Regions from separate parts of the Mus musculus genome. Here regions 1 and 3 are each linked to region 2. The links are chromatin contacts, called in public HiChIP or PLAC-seq and Micro-C maps. All regions are on one chromosome and are shown on one strand. Each heading gives the region's core, a stretch centred on a gene start, on an enhancer-like site or on the middle of the called end of the contact. The rest is flanking DNA. Distances are from core to core; before and after follow the strand shown. Region 1 has its middle 16 kb from the start of Gm41582. Region 2 has its middle 60 kb from the start of Runx2os3. Region 3 overlaps Cdc5l (cell division cycle 5-like (S. pombe)).

Region 1 (4,862 bases), core at 1,066-3,565, 750 kb before region 2:
ACTCAGCAGGAGGACTCCTATATACTTTGGATCTCTTTCCCGAACCTAAACATTATTGCTAAGAAAGGGATAACAGTGTGAGAGCCTATCGCCTGCCAGCTGGGCTCACACATTTCTACGTATGTGAGTTTCCACCCAGGGCTACAGAGAACACGCCAGATCCTACATGGCCTGTTGCGGAAAGACTGCTCAAGCTCTGGAAACGTTTGGTTCTGGAGCGGAGCAGGCATCGTGGTGGGATGGAGGTCGGCCCTCAACAAGCTGAGCTCCATTGCCTAAGAACCCCAGAGGCAGGCGTTGAGAGACTAGTGAGCCCAGTTCCCTTGTAATAGACCACTGTCAACCATCCTGGAAAGCCCCAGTGTTGGGGGACCCAGACCAGAGTCCCCCAACCTCACCTGTCTGTAACCACGTCAGGAGCCTGGAGAAAAGGCCAAGCTGTCTACCCGCAGGGACCATAGCAACTGAGATGGTTCTAGAAGAGAGTCCTTCTTAGAGAATATTTTTGTGGGTAAACTTCACACAGCATGAAATTATCACTATAAATATCAAATGAGTGCTAATATTAATTATTTTATTTGTTAGGGATAGTTTCTAGGGAAAATATTAATAATGGTTATTAGTAATATAGAAATCATTTTATCATATCAATTAGCAATCAAGAAAATGTCCCACAGACATTCACAGGCTCATCTGAAGGTATCCCAAATTGACAGCCGGGATTAGCCGTTACCAATCCAACCCCCAACCCCCACAGCCTGGCTGGCCTTGTCATTCATGGGGCCTTTGAGTGGCACCTGGCTTGCTGGTATGTTTCCTTAGATTCTTCTCTCCCTGCACAAATCACAAGCCCCTTAAGTCATGTGAGTGGTGGGGTGGAGTGGGGGTGGGTCTGTGAGGGTTCCAGATTCTTCGCCTCAGTCCTAGCTGGTGCCATGGCATTCAGTGGGGGCAGCATCTCCGCTGAGTGTTTTCCCTGCGGTTGCTGCTATTGCTGCTACTGTAGCTGCTGCTGCTGCTGCTGCTGCTGCTCCTCCTCCTCCTCCTCCTCTTCCTCCTCCTTTTCCTCCTCTTCCTCCTCCTCTTCCTCCTCTTCCTCCTCTTCCTCCTCTTCCTCCTCCTCTTCCTCCTCTTCCTCCTCTTCCTCCTCTTCCTCCTCCTCTTCCTCCTCTTCCTCTTCCTCCTCTTCCTCCTCCTCTTGCTCCTCTTCCTCCTCCTCTTCCTCCTCCTCCTCCTCTTCCTCCCCCTCCTCCTCTTCCTCTTGCCCCTCCTCATCTTCCTCCTCCACTCCCTTCACCATCTCCATCTCCTTTTAAGACAATATCTTACTATGTAGCCTAGGCAGGCTTGAACTTAAAATTCTTTTGCTTCAGCTTCCCTATTTGGGGATAGAGATGTGCCTAGGTTGATCTCTCTCTCTCTCTCTCTCTCTGTGTGTGTGTGTGTGTGTGCCACAGCATGCAAGTCGAGGTCAGAGGACAACTTGGAGAAGTTGGCTGTCTCCAACTACGTGGGTTCTGGAGATCAAACTTGGGTCAATCGGTGGTGGCAACTGTCTTTACTACTGAGCCATTTTGCTGGCCCCCGGAGGTACTCTTAACCAGAACTCCTTTTCTGTTTTCATGTGCATGTGTCGTGTGTATATGTGTGTGTGTGTGTGTGTGCATAGTTCTGCATGTGTTGGGGTGCACATGTGTGTGCGCATACACAGAGCCCTGAGGTTAATGACAGAGATCATGTTTGTTCTTTCCATCTTATTCCTTGGAGTAGGGTCTCTCTCCATCAATCCCAGAGCCCAAGGACATGGCTAGTCTTGCCCTAGTTTTGGGGTATCTCCTGTGTTCCCTTTCCAAGGCTTTAGTTACTCATGTAGGCTTCTGAAAATCTGAATCAGATTCTCATGGTTACAAGAGAAGACCTTAGCCACTGAGATGTCTCCCTAGACTCTTAATCAGAAGTTATTTTAATGCACCAAGTTCTGGGGATGATACATACATAGGCTTGGGGCAACTGTCAGTCCCTTTGGATAGATTGTGGGTGCTGGAGTTTTCAGGGCATGGTGGGAAAGGGAGCCCAGATTATTAGCTGTGTCTGCCGTGGGCACAGAATAGCAAAAAGTGGTGAGCAGGGGGCCATAGATTTGCAGGGCTTGAGTGTATCCAACTGCTTCATCTTACAGTAGAGGAGACTAGGTGCAGAGAGGGGAAGTGACTTGATCCAAGGAAAATCAATTTCCTACCAGGACTTCCCGCCCGGGGCGATGAGCTAACACGTTGGCACCCGTCACCACGGCAGTGTGGAGCATGGGCTCCTTAAGACCGTCTTCCGCTTCCCTTTGAGGTGGTGGATTTTGACATGGGAAGACATTAAAGGGGAGGCGTGACTCAGACCTTCTGAAGCCACTAAAGAGCATATTAAGCCATCGGCAGCTTTTTCTGATTTTTGGTTTTCTTGCAGTAGTTCAACATTTCCCCCCCACCTTTTAATGTAAACACATTTTCCCTCTTTGGAGAGAGCCAAGTCCCCAGTGTATCCGTTAAAGCAGGGGTTTTTTTTTTCCTTCTCCTTCTTTTGACTTCACAACTGAAAGAGTAGAGGCAAGCAACTGAATGTCATAAGGATTCGTGCTGCCGCTTCTGAGATCAGTCCCCGGGGGTTTTAGCTGGGGCTCTGCCCTCATCATCCTTGGAAGTTGGCCACGCCCTGTCACTTTGCTTAGAGTCTTCCAGGGCTTGACTTCATTCTGAATTATTCTCCGGTCAGTTATTTAAACGTCTGTAGCGCCCAGAAGACAGCCAGCTTCTCTGGGCAGGGACCATGACTTATTCATGGTGACCTTGAACTCTGCCCATTCACGGGCGCTTGAGTTCACATATGCCTGCATGCCAAAGCCATTTGCGGTGTGCCTCCCCCCACCATGCCAGAACACATTACACGAGAGGACTTCCCGAGCCAGATGGGCCACACAGATAACGTGTGTAATGGAAATTCTCACGGAGCCATGACTCAGCCTGCTTAGCCCAATGGGACTTTTCTTTGTACGGCTTGCGGTTATTAGGGTGACAAATGGCTACCGATGCAGGGTTCCCGAGATGAGATGGGGATGCTGGAGAGAGACGTCACCAGGTTTAACACTGTGTACTTTCTTTTACTTTTTTACATTTTTAAATGCAAAACATTACAAATATCTATGCAAACAGGAATTCTAAGAGAATTCTAAGAGCACCATCTAGTCCCAATATCTTTTCATGACTGTTCTTATTTTTAAAGCATCTATTTATTTGAAAGAGAGAGAGAGAGAGAGAGAGAGAGAGAGAGAGCGTGAGTGAGCGTATGTGGAGGTCAGAGGTCACCTCTGCTGGCATCACTTTGTCTCCCTTGCTGTTTCTGTTACTTTGCTGTGTCTGTGAACCCTTCAGGAGATTCTTTCCCACCTGCCCACAGGAATGCTGGGATTACAGGTGTGTGCTGTCCGGCATTTTGCTTGGGTTCCTGGCATGGAGCATAGCAGCCAGGTTTTCAGGGCAGATGCCTTTCCTTGGGAGCGGTCTTTCCAGCCCAAGGCCACCCCTAATTTTCATCCCACTCTCTGTCCCTGGCTTGGAGGGTTTGGAAGCAAAGCCTGGATGTCACCCCATGTTATCATCCATATGTGGATATATGATTGATAGTTCAGAAAGATGATGTCACCCCACGTCATCATATATGTGGATATATGATAATTCAGAAAGACGGGGAGCGTTAAGAAGATATATATAGGTCCTTGCGCTTTTAAAACTTCATAATCTTTTGCTTGCTCAAGACAGGGCTTTGTGTGGCCCAGGACATTCTCAAAGTCACTCTGGAGCCAAAGATGAAATCCTTCTGCTTCCTCTTCTCAGATGCTGAGATTTTAGGGGTGTGCCACCATGGCTAGCTTTATGGAATGCTGGGGATTGAACCCATGGCTTCATGCATGCTAAACCAACACTCCATCAACTAGGTTACACACTCAGCTCCAGGGATTCTTAAGTAGGGACAGTTTTACTCACAAGGGGGTTGTTGTCACACTGGGAGGAGGTAGCTAACACAGGCCAGATATCCTGTTATAAACATACTAGTATGCTCAGAACAGCCTCTCCAAGCCCAGCCGATAAGACTAGAAAGTCAGAGTGTGCCAGGGTCTGTAGAGAAGAAGGTCCGCTAGAGGTTTTACATGATTAGTGTGGGACAGTGACTTTGCTGGGTCCTGTGGAGCTGTCTAGCCCAGCAGTGCTCCCCTTTCAAACCCTCTCCTCTGAACTTAGCCAGTCAGGACTTGGGGGTTGGATGACTCTTGCTTCCCCAGCATGGATCCTGGGTATCTCCCAGCCACAGGCATTTTCCTCAGGGGAGCATCCACTGCCTTCAGCTGGTGCTGCTGTTGAAGGGCTCACGGGCAAGCTATGCCCAGAGGAAAGAACGTACCACAGGACCTCACAACGCTGGCCTCTCTGCATGGCCTTTGTACATATCTACTAGGCACCTAGTGTTTAAGCAAAATTTCCATTATTTTGGTACTTTTAATTGGACACCAAGATGCTTGACATTCCCACAGACACAAGCTCTCAAAGCTTACGTGAAAGCGATGAAATGACCCTTTGAAACGATCAGAAACTCTGGAATTTGAATGTGGTCCACTCACTTAGCTCCTGGTGTCTACCTGGGGTACTTAGTGCACTCCTCACATAGCACCTCGGGTCCACTTTCCCTGGGCCCAATGATTGATGACAAAGCCACAGAGACAAAAGTAGGGGGCGAGACTCCTGCATGTCCAAGAAAGCAGTCCAGAGTTCTGAACCTTGGCTCTTAAGGCAGGGAGCCCTTCACCCAAAGGCCTGTTG
Region 2 (4,745 bases), core at 2,079-4,578:
GAACCTTAAAGAAGCAAATTACATCTGTCTTGTGCCTACGGATACTCCACAGCAGCTTCCACTACCTGTTTAAAGTTGGCATTCCTTAGTTTAGTAGGCACCTCTTTTGGTTCTCTCTCCTCTCTCTCTCTCTCTCTCTCTCTCTCTCTCTCTCTCTCTCTCTCTTTCTCTCTCTCTCTGTGTGTGTGTGTGTGTGTGTGTGTGTTCTGTGTATGTCTCTGCATATCTGTGTGCCTGTATGTGGTGCATGTAGTTTTTGCTACCCTGCCTGATGTTCTAGGGCTGCTCTGAGTTAGCTTTCATCTCTCTCCCCCAAGTATCTCGATCTAGCTCTTCCTGCCCTCTCCTCTATCCTAGCCTGGGGGAACCTGGAAGTTCCACCTCTTTCTTTCCTCCCAGCCAATAGATAGTGGCATCATTATTGATAGATGATCAAAAAACCAACGGGGGGCAAGGATCATCAGCGTCAGTAAACACAGATTCCCAATTAACTCAAAGATTCAGAACCACTCCTCTGCATGTATGTGGGAGCTTTTGGGGGCTAGAGATTGATGTCCTCTGTTTTTCTTGATGGCTCCTCACCTCTTTTTTTGAGACAGGGTTTGTCTGTGAGCCTAGAGATCATGGACTGGGTCAAACAAGCTGGACAACAAGCTCCGGGGATGTGCCTGTTTCCCTTCCCATGGTGTTGGGATTGTAAGAGTGTCACCATGCTCATATTCTTATGTGAGTCCTGGGGATCTGAATACAGGGCGGCTCACCAAGAGCTTCACCAGCTGAGTTTTCTCCTTCATCCTACCTTTTATGGGAGCTCTCTGCCCTCTTCCCTCTGCCCTCTACCCTCTGCCCTTGTGGGTAGGCCAGCCATTTCAAATTGAGCTTCCTTATATCTTGAGTAAGTGGGATGTGAATGATATAGTTACCAAATTTGATGCCTAGGATAAGGGAGACAGAAAGCAGACATGGTGGGGTGGAGATAGCACTTACAGGCAGGGCAATCAGAAGAGGAATTGAGAAGGTAATTTTGAGCAAAGGCTTAAGGAGTGAAGAAGGTGTGTGGGGCACAGATACCTGAGGGGGGAGCGTTCTAGGCAGAGGGGACAGCAAGTGACAAAGGCTGTGTGACAGGAACACGAATGGTACCTTCAAGAACCACTAGGAAAGGGATGAGAAGCCTGGCTGAGGGCCATAGAGTTCTGGAGCACATACAATTTCTATGTGCCTTTAGGTCCTGTGCCAGTGGACATTTGTGGCCTCAAGGAAGCATCAACTCAGCTGTGAAATGCTTGCGTTGCAAGCATCTTGCTTAGGAAGCATGGGGGTCTAAGAACATCACTTTCTTCCCACCTGCATCCACACAGTCCCGACAGAAGCTCTTAGTGGCAGAATGCCCCCTGCCCCATCCTTCTGACTCAGACATACCTTCGGAGCATTTAGCGTCCAGGGTTAAATAAGCCGTTCTACCCTTGGGGACCTGCTGGGGTGCTTCACCCACATTGTATCCATAGAAACCTTAGCAGTAGGTTATCCATTCGATCCCTTTATGGAAAGTTACAGAAGTGTACACACAGTTGTTCTCCGATGCCTGACTCAAGATGACTCACACCTTCTTCACTCCTTAAGCCTTTGCTCAAAATTACCTTCTCAATTCCTCTTCTGATTGCCCTGCCTGTAAGTGCTATCTCCACCCCACCATGTCTGCTTTCTGTCTCCCTTGTCCTAGGCATCAAATTTGGTCACTGTATCATTCACATCCCACTTACTCAAACCATGACTCAAGATGTCTCCAGTCCCCCCTCTCTTGTCATAAGTTTTATGAAGTTTTACAACCATGAGTGAAGTATATTCCATATTAGTGCATCCTTGCCGTTGTTCCTCAGTGTACAGCTCAGTGACGCTGGGTACATTGATATCACAACGCAGCCTCCACCACCATCTCTCTCCAGAACTTTCATATCGCCCCAGCTGAAGTTCTGCACTCAGTAAACACATCTCTCCACTCTCTAGCACTAGGCCATTTGCGTGACCCTTTCTGTCTCTGTGCATTTGTCTAGCCTGGGAACTTCATCTAAGGAAGCCAGATGGTGTCTGTGTACTAACTGACCATGCTGTAGAGGGTATCTGGTTTTCTTCCTTTTTAGGGCAGAATAGTATTCCTTTGTATGTGGACATCTCTCCTTCTGTACCACAGTGGGCCTGGTTATGGTCCCTTTGCCCATTGTGGATAATGTTGCTGATACCCTACATGCACAGACTCCTTTTACTTCTGTGTCTCCTTCCTTGAAGGAACCCCAAGGAAATGTCCTTTAAGCTACACCCAGGCTGTGTGGTTGCCTCCCCCCCCCCCCCCCCGCTGCTGCTACCCCTTTGTAGCATTAACTTCCCTTCATTAACTCAGTGGCTGACCAGGACACTGACTCCTTAGCCTAAGAGACTGATAGGCTGGGTAGCTTACACAGACATCCACGCTGACGATGCTCTGGGTGTGACACTGTGGCAACATCACCAGGGATGGAGACCATGGATTTCCCACATGCTCAGCCTTTGCCCTTTGACCCCTTCTGCAGTGGAGCTCAGTGCATACAGCAATGGGCAGTGCTGAGGGGAAAAGTAGAGGATCTGGTACCTGTGGTCCAGTCACCTCTGTGAAGGCCTGGCTCCATGGGCTGTAGCACAGGCTTTGCCTCTGTGGCCTCAGCTAGCCCATCCCATCTGAAGCTGCTCATTATGCTGCTTCTCGGAGGCAGTTTGTTAAACAACATTTGAATTGAAATGAAGGGGATACAGATTGGAATTCAAGTATACACACGTGTACACACACACACACACACACACACACACACACACACAATGTACCCTTCACAATTTTTTTTCTGCACTATCTCATGCCTCCGAATTGTCTGTCCTGTCCACAGCAGAGTAGCCTTTCTAGAATAAGCTACCTGCTCTGGGTCAGGGCGCACGGTGCCTCACTTAGCTAGGTCTCAGTTTCCTCAGTAGTATAAAATTAATGGCAGAAGCCATGCCAAGTTGGCCACAAAGATTGGTGGAGCGAATGCATGATTTTGTACTTAGTAAGAAGTCACTGAACATAGGCTATTACTATCAATGTGGCCCGTGTGATCTTGGGTACTCTAGCCTGTCTCATGCCTGCTTCAGAGCTCTTCTATCCTCTCCTAATGAGGTATCCCTGCTCTGCTCTCCCGCTGAGCCGTGCTCCTGGGAGATGTCTGCTGAGAACTCGGGATGAAACTGAGTCAGAGGTCTGTATAGACTTGACTCACCAGGTCTTCAAACCAGAAGATCACCCTGTGGGGCTCATGACATTCCTGGAAAATAAAAGAAGTGAATATTATTGGGCTGAGTTCATCAGACACTTGTTCAGCCCTCCCTTTAGTGTCGGCTGTTCCGAAGGGAGCGGGCAGCCAGCCAGCCAGCCAAGCCTGAGCCATCAAAGGCCGGAGGCCCAGACGCAGTACTGAGAGTCTCTGTGCCTTCAGACACCTCACCCTCTTCCCACAGACCTGCTCTCCTGCAGGCCCCGGGGCTAGAGAGTTTCCCCAGCCCTCCAGGCTCCTGGGGAAGTGTTTCCAAGGGCTGCCTCTACTGAGGTGTGTCACAACTGAGCCTTGCTGGAGGCCTGGGTGTAGCTGGGAAAAGGCCACCCAGACTCCAGAGAACTAGAAAGGAAAAGTTCCCAGTTCTGAGCCTTGAACTAAGGCCATTTCTCGCCTCCTTCCTTCTCAAACCATTATTTCCCATATCCTGACCCAACAATTGGGACTTGTCCTTTTTATAACCCAACTCTCTCTCTCTCTCTCTCTCTCTCTCTCTCTCTCTCTCTCTCTCTCTCTCCCTCCCTCCCTCTCTCTCTCTCTCTTGTGTGTGTGTGTGTGTGTGAGAGAGAGAGAGAGAGAGAGAGAGAGTCAGAAAGAGAGATAGAGAGAGAGAGGGAGAGAGAGGGAGAGAGAGAGTCAGAGAGAGAAAGAGAGGGAGAGAGAGAGAACACATTCTAAGAGTTCTCAAGGCAATTTTCTGCTTTCACCTCATGGTCAAAGCAGACTGCAAATGGCAGGACCCCAGGAAGACGGATGGAACACAACACCTCTACTTTAGTCCGCTTATGCCCGATTGACTTGGCTACAACCAGCTCTCTGTGAGGGAGACTGGAAATGTGAGCTTTCCTCAGAATGGATGTCTTAGTTACTTATTTTTTTTTATCCCTGTAACATAGCACCAGAGAAAAGCAACTTAAAAAAGGAAAGATTGCTCTTGGCTCAAGGTTTACAGGGATACAGTCTATGGACCTTGATGTTGGGAAGGCGTTGTTGCAGTAGTGTGAGGCCACTGATCACATTGCACCCACTCTGGAAGCAGAGAAAAGCAATTCAGCTGCTCCACTCCTTTTTCATTCAGTCGAGCACCCAGCCAATGGGACAGTGCCACCCATAGTCAAAGAGCATCTCTCTCTCTCTCTCTCTTCAGTTCAGTCTAGGAGGAAACAGCCTCACAGACATACCCAGTGGTGGGCCAGATCTTAGGTGATTCAAAATCTGCTCAAGGTGACAGTGAATACTCACCATCACATGATCACCGATCAGTTAAAATGGAGGAGGGAGGAGAAAATACTGGTAACAGCTGACGGTTCATTCCATTCTCTACATTGCTCTCCTGAGCCTCATGCCACCCAGAACTCCTTCTTCTCAAACTTGCTAGACAGTCAAGGATGAATGTGAACCTCTGAT
Region 3 (4,607 bases), core at 734-3,233, 900 kb before region 2:
CTTTTCTTACAAATGACAGTTATAGATCTAAGGCCAACTTTGTAATTGATTGGTAGGCTGTTTGGAATGCTTTCTTGTAACATTTATATATAAATACTTCAATCTCTCACTTTGTTTGAAAAATCTCAGTTTGAGGTGGGTAAACTCTCTCTGCTGCAGATCAAGGACATCTTAATGTTGTTTAAAATGAAGAGGATAATCCCCCTGAATCTCACTTACTCTGCTGAGGCTCTAACTTGAATCTCACTTACTCTGCTGAGGCTCTAACTTTCATGACAGCAAACAAATGTCACAGCGTGAGTGCTGCTGTGAAGTCCAGTGACTCTTCTCTGTTGGATCAGCCCTGAGAATTCTGAAGGGAATAGCACAGCGAGCCTCCGCTGTTCTGTTCTGTTCTGTTGGAGAGGTACTTGGGTTGTTGTGAGCAGTCATTAAAAACATGTGGTTCTCTTTGTTCACTTCATACCAGGACTGAAGTCTTCTGTTGAACTGTTTTTGTTGAGGGATTGCTGATGTTGGAAGAATATTCATAAAACAGTCTAAAGTACTTTTTTTTCTCTTTTTGACTCTTGGGTAACTTGGCTTATTGTTAACCCAGCTAGTTAATTTTAAGGAATATTTAATCAAATCTTTCAATTAGTAAACTCTTATTCCAAAAGAACGTTTATTAAGTCTTCAGGAAGAAGAGAAGCAATTCAGAGATCCAAATAAACAAAGCTTCCATTTAGTGTGTATCCATCCATAAATCACAGCTAGATTTCTCAGAGCTCCTGAAGACAACAGTTTACTGGTTTGAAATATATAAATACTTTATTTCAACTGTGTGGTGATTCTTTCATCATCTCAGTTGATTGCTAAATTATAAACATCATTCAGAGTTCACTGTGAGGAGGAACTGTAGTTAGATGGTGTAGCTAACTGCTAATCCTCTACTTGAGGCTCAGGAAGGTGGGCTTTCTGGGCAAGCACAGTGCACCATGGCTGCCAGTGTTTGACCTTTGCTGCCATGAACTTTGGAATAGTGAATCCAAATTGTGGCTCCATCTCAAGCCCATCAGGCAAGAAAACACGCAGAGTTGTCATGGCTGGTGTTTCCTAAGCATACTTAAAAATATCCTCTGGAGTTTATACTGTGGGTCATTTTTTTTTTTTTGAGCCACCACTTATGTTTAATATTTGTAACTTGGCACTTAAAAAAAAATGTTCTTAAGATTCTTAAAACTGGGACTCAGTAGTTACAAGCACCAGCTGCTCTTATAGAGGACCCAGGTTCAAGTTCCAGCACCTACATGGCAGCTCACAACTGTCTGTATATAACTCCATTTTTAGGGGCTTAATATCCTCACACAGACTTACATGCAGGCAAAACACAGTGCTCATAAAAATAACAGTAAATAAATAAATCATTAAAAAAGAGATACTTAAGACTAATAGAACCATTTCTTTGATGCAGCACATGGTTGGATGTGCTTCTGAGCCTGTTAAGCATTGTAGTCACAGATCAGAAGTAAGTGGGAACCAGTCTGCATTGTAACTGAATTCGGGGATTCTATTTTGCAATGGAGGCAGAATTAACTGGAACCTTGTCAGACATTTGTTTGTAAAGGGGCAAGCAGAAATAAGAGCTCAGGAAAGTTGTGCAAGTACAGCGTACAGAGGCATTTTAACATGCAGCAGAAAGTCCCAGCCTTGGAGTAACTTCTGGGGCTGTTATGAGCTCCTGTGGGAGGTTAGAGCTTTTATTGTTTCTAGTATTTCTCCCAGAGTAACAGAGAGGCTCAATTTCTGTTCCCTGCCATGACTCTAAGAAAATGAGGGATGGCTGTAATTCATTGTAGAAAAACTTTCACCAAATTGTTAAAGATAAAGTGCTTTCCCCTTACTTACTCACACATTTAGGGAACACTGCTAGATAACTGCTGTGTTCCAGACACTGCTCTAGCCTGGACACATGACAGGGAACAAGACTGACATGTGCTTCGCTCTTGTGGACTTGGGTTCTCTGGAAGCATTAGCGGAGGGCCTCATTTTCGGATGATGCTAGCATTAGTCATTTCTGTGTTTGGGAAGTGCAGAGAGAATTTGAAGTGTTCTAAGTTGTTTCCACTTTGAGTGGAAATAGGAAATCATCTGAAGACATAATTAGTTTGAGTGAAGCAGTTTCCATTAGGAGCACAAGTGAAATAAAAAGCCAGAATTTAGGCCCTGCCATTAAGTTTAATAATATTTGAAATTGTAACTACACTGCTGTGTTGAGGAAGCATGACTAGAAAGTGGGTTTTGTCATGTTAGCTATAAAAATGGAAAGGCTGTCCTCAGAGGTAGAAACCAGGCCCAGTGGGGACACTGTTCTCCATATGTTACTTGCACAGTCAATATAGTCAAGAAATATTATGTAATGTTGACTTCTTGCAAACAAGTGGCTTACAGAACAGAGGTAGCAATTTAAAGGCCTTCTTGGTATATTTCTTAAAGCTCTGCCAAGGACCCTGACTTTGTGAGAGTTACATTATAGCATAATTGGCTGTACTGCAGATCCCATTTTTCAGTGCTTTTCATTATAGAGGCAGATATTTTAACACAGGAAAAGATGCACTTGTTACTCCACAGTGAAAACTTAGGCTAAGGATTAAGTTGGTCGGCATTGCTGGCTAGAGAAGTCTGTGCTGGAAATACGTCTATAGCTGTCCATCTGTTTTCCTGAGGCTGGGATGGCTGGAATAGGTGGCACGGGGTACATAGGAGGACTCTTTAGTCCTTGATAATTCTCTTTCCCCAGTTCTGCTGTCTGTCATCTGTCATGCCTCTTCAGGCTCCTGGCAGATTTCTTAGTTGTCTCCAGCAAGAACTCAGATAGGAGCTGACACTGGGGTCAGAGATCGAGCAGCACAGCCGTGTTGCTCAGTCCTCCTCTGCATGAGTTGAATTTGTGTTTTATCTCCTAGTCTGAGGATGCAACTTGCTCTGTGGTGCTGTCAGGTGCCTGGCTGCCTTGCTTGTTATCTAATGCTTACTAAGTCTCATAGATCACTTGAACCTGCATCTTATCAGTAGAGGGAAGGGTCATGAGAAAAACTTGATGCGAATAAGGAGTGCGGAGTGCGGTGATGGAAGGCGAGGTACTGGTGACCGGTCTGAGCGTGTTGTGGTGATTGAACTCCATCTTGCTTTGACAGGATCCTGTAGCTGAGTGATGGACTGGCAGTGAGCTGCCGTCTGCTGTGTGTTTATTTTGGGTGTCCCTAAACCTCTTTTTATATAAGGTTATATTCTGGCCCTTAAGCAAGTTTCAGTGAGGGATGCTCTGAATGTTTCTGAACCTCACTGGAATGGGCTTAAACTGTAGACAGTATAGGAGACCCAAGGAGAATGTGTTTATTTTGGAATTACTTAAGCTTAGTAACCTTAACAAACGCAGTGAGCTTGAAAGTAACAATTAGACTTTTATAAGCCCCATACAGCTCCCTTTGTAATGACCCGAGGAAACACTTACGGGTCCGCTGATTCATCTCCTGGGGACCATCAGTTTTCCACTGGTCTCTGGCCAGTCTGTTTTAGACAGTTTCTCTTCTATGCACTTAAAAATAACATTTCTAGACGTTTTTCTAAAAATAATACCTGTGCTTTGTAGAAAATGTAAGAAAAATAGAGAAACTGCAGAAGAAAAGAAGCTTACTGTTCATAAGCCGCCTCTGTAGATACAGTCACCCCAGTACACGTGTGGGCACACATATACTTTTAAATTTTTTCATTTAATTTTATGGTGTGTGTGTGTGTGCTACCTGATTTTATATATAAGCGTGTCATGTATGTGTCTAGTAGACATGGAGGGTATTAGATCTCCTGGAGCTGGAGTTACAGATGATCGTGAGCCTCCATGTGGATTCTAGGAATGTAACCCAGGTCCTCTAGGAAGCAGAGAAAGTGCTCTTAATCACTGAGCCATCCTTCCAGCCCTCTTTTTGTTTTTTCTTTGTTTTTAAAAAACTGCTTATTTAATTTGTTGGTGAGTGCTAGTGTGAATGTGTCAGAGGAGGGGGTTGGAGCCCCTGGAACTGGAGGGACAGATGGCTGTGAGCTGCCCTGTGGGTGCTGGGATCCAAACCCAGGTCCTCTGCAAAAGCAGTAAACATCTCTCCATCCACACTCTGAACCTTTCAGTGTGTAAGCTCACTGCATAAAGAAAGGAAAGTTTTAAAACTGAACTGAAATGATTTTGAACCATGTTTTCCATCTAATAGCATAATAGTGTAAATAGTAGTATTAAGAAAAAAAGAACATTTACTTCCACTTAAACTCTACAGGAAAGTGTAGCTTGTAAAATCTCTGAAGTACCAGTCTTGTTTATGTGTGCTACTGCTTGCAAGGTTGTGAAATGCCACCTTTGAATCTTGTGAACCGTCTCCGCTGTGTATTTCTATACTTTTATAGCTTCTTTAGAATAAACAATTAGAAACCTTAAAAAAAAAAAAAGATTTATTTATTTATTTTACGTATATGAGTAAACTGTCATTGTCTTCAGACACACCAGAAGAGGGCATCAGATCCCATCACAGATGGTTGTGAGCCTCCATGTAGTGGCTGGGAATTGAACTCAGGACCTCTGA

Evidence for each region. Hi-C and Micro-C count contacts between places; a contact is called where the count stands out from the background. HiChIP or PLAC-seq counts read pairs in DNA pulled down with a chosen protein or histone mark.
Region 1: a contact with region 2 is called in a Micro-C map of muscle stem cells, with 7 times the contacts expected there. The contact joins two enhancer-like sites. A contact is called at or near these places in 1 of 15 datasets of contacts at CTCF or cohesin (large pre-B cells) and 3 of 484 Hi-C or Micro-C datasets (bone marrow-derived macrophages and muscle stem cells).
Region 3: a contact with region 2 is called in an H3K27ac HiChIP or PLAC-seq map of embryonic fibroblasts, with 17 times the contacts expected there. The contact joins two enhancer-like sites.

Annotation. Positions count from the first base shown.
Region 1 is chr17:45,245,379-45,250,240 of GRCm38.p6, reverse strand. No RefSeq gene overlaps it. Among named protein-coding and RNA genes, the nearest start is that of Gm41582, 16 kb to the left of the region's middle. Within about 2 kb of position 2,315, at least 17 of the 459 cell types and tissues checked have an H3K27ac peak or open chromatin away from gene starts, as enhancers often do. A contact at or near this core is called in muscle stem cells, where this site is marked.
Region 2 is chr17:44,499,199-44,503,943 of GRCm38.p6, reverse strand. It overlaps a transcript of Runx2 not described here. Among named protein-coding and RNA genes, the nearest start is that of Runx2os3, 60 kb to the left of the region's middle. Within about 2 kb of position 3,328, at least 68 of the 459 cell types and tissues checked have an H3K27ac peak or open chromatin away from gene starts, as enhancers often do. A contact at or near this core is called in embryonic fibroblasts and muscle stem cells, where this site is marked.
Region 3 is chr17:45,398,712-45,403,318 of GRCm38.p6, reverse strand. All of the region lies in intron 14 of Cdc5l (cell division cycle 5-like (S. pombe)), which reads left to right. Among named protein-coding and RNA genes, the nearest start is that of Cdc5l, 33 kb to the left of the region's middle. Within about 2 kb of position 1,983, at least 49 of the 459 cell types and tissues checked have an H3K27ac peak or open chromatin away from gene starts, as enhancers often do. A contact at or near this core is called in embryonic fibroblasts, where this site is marked.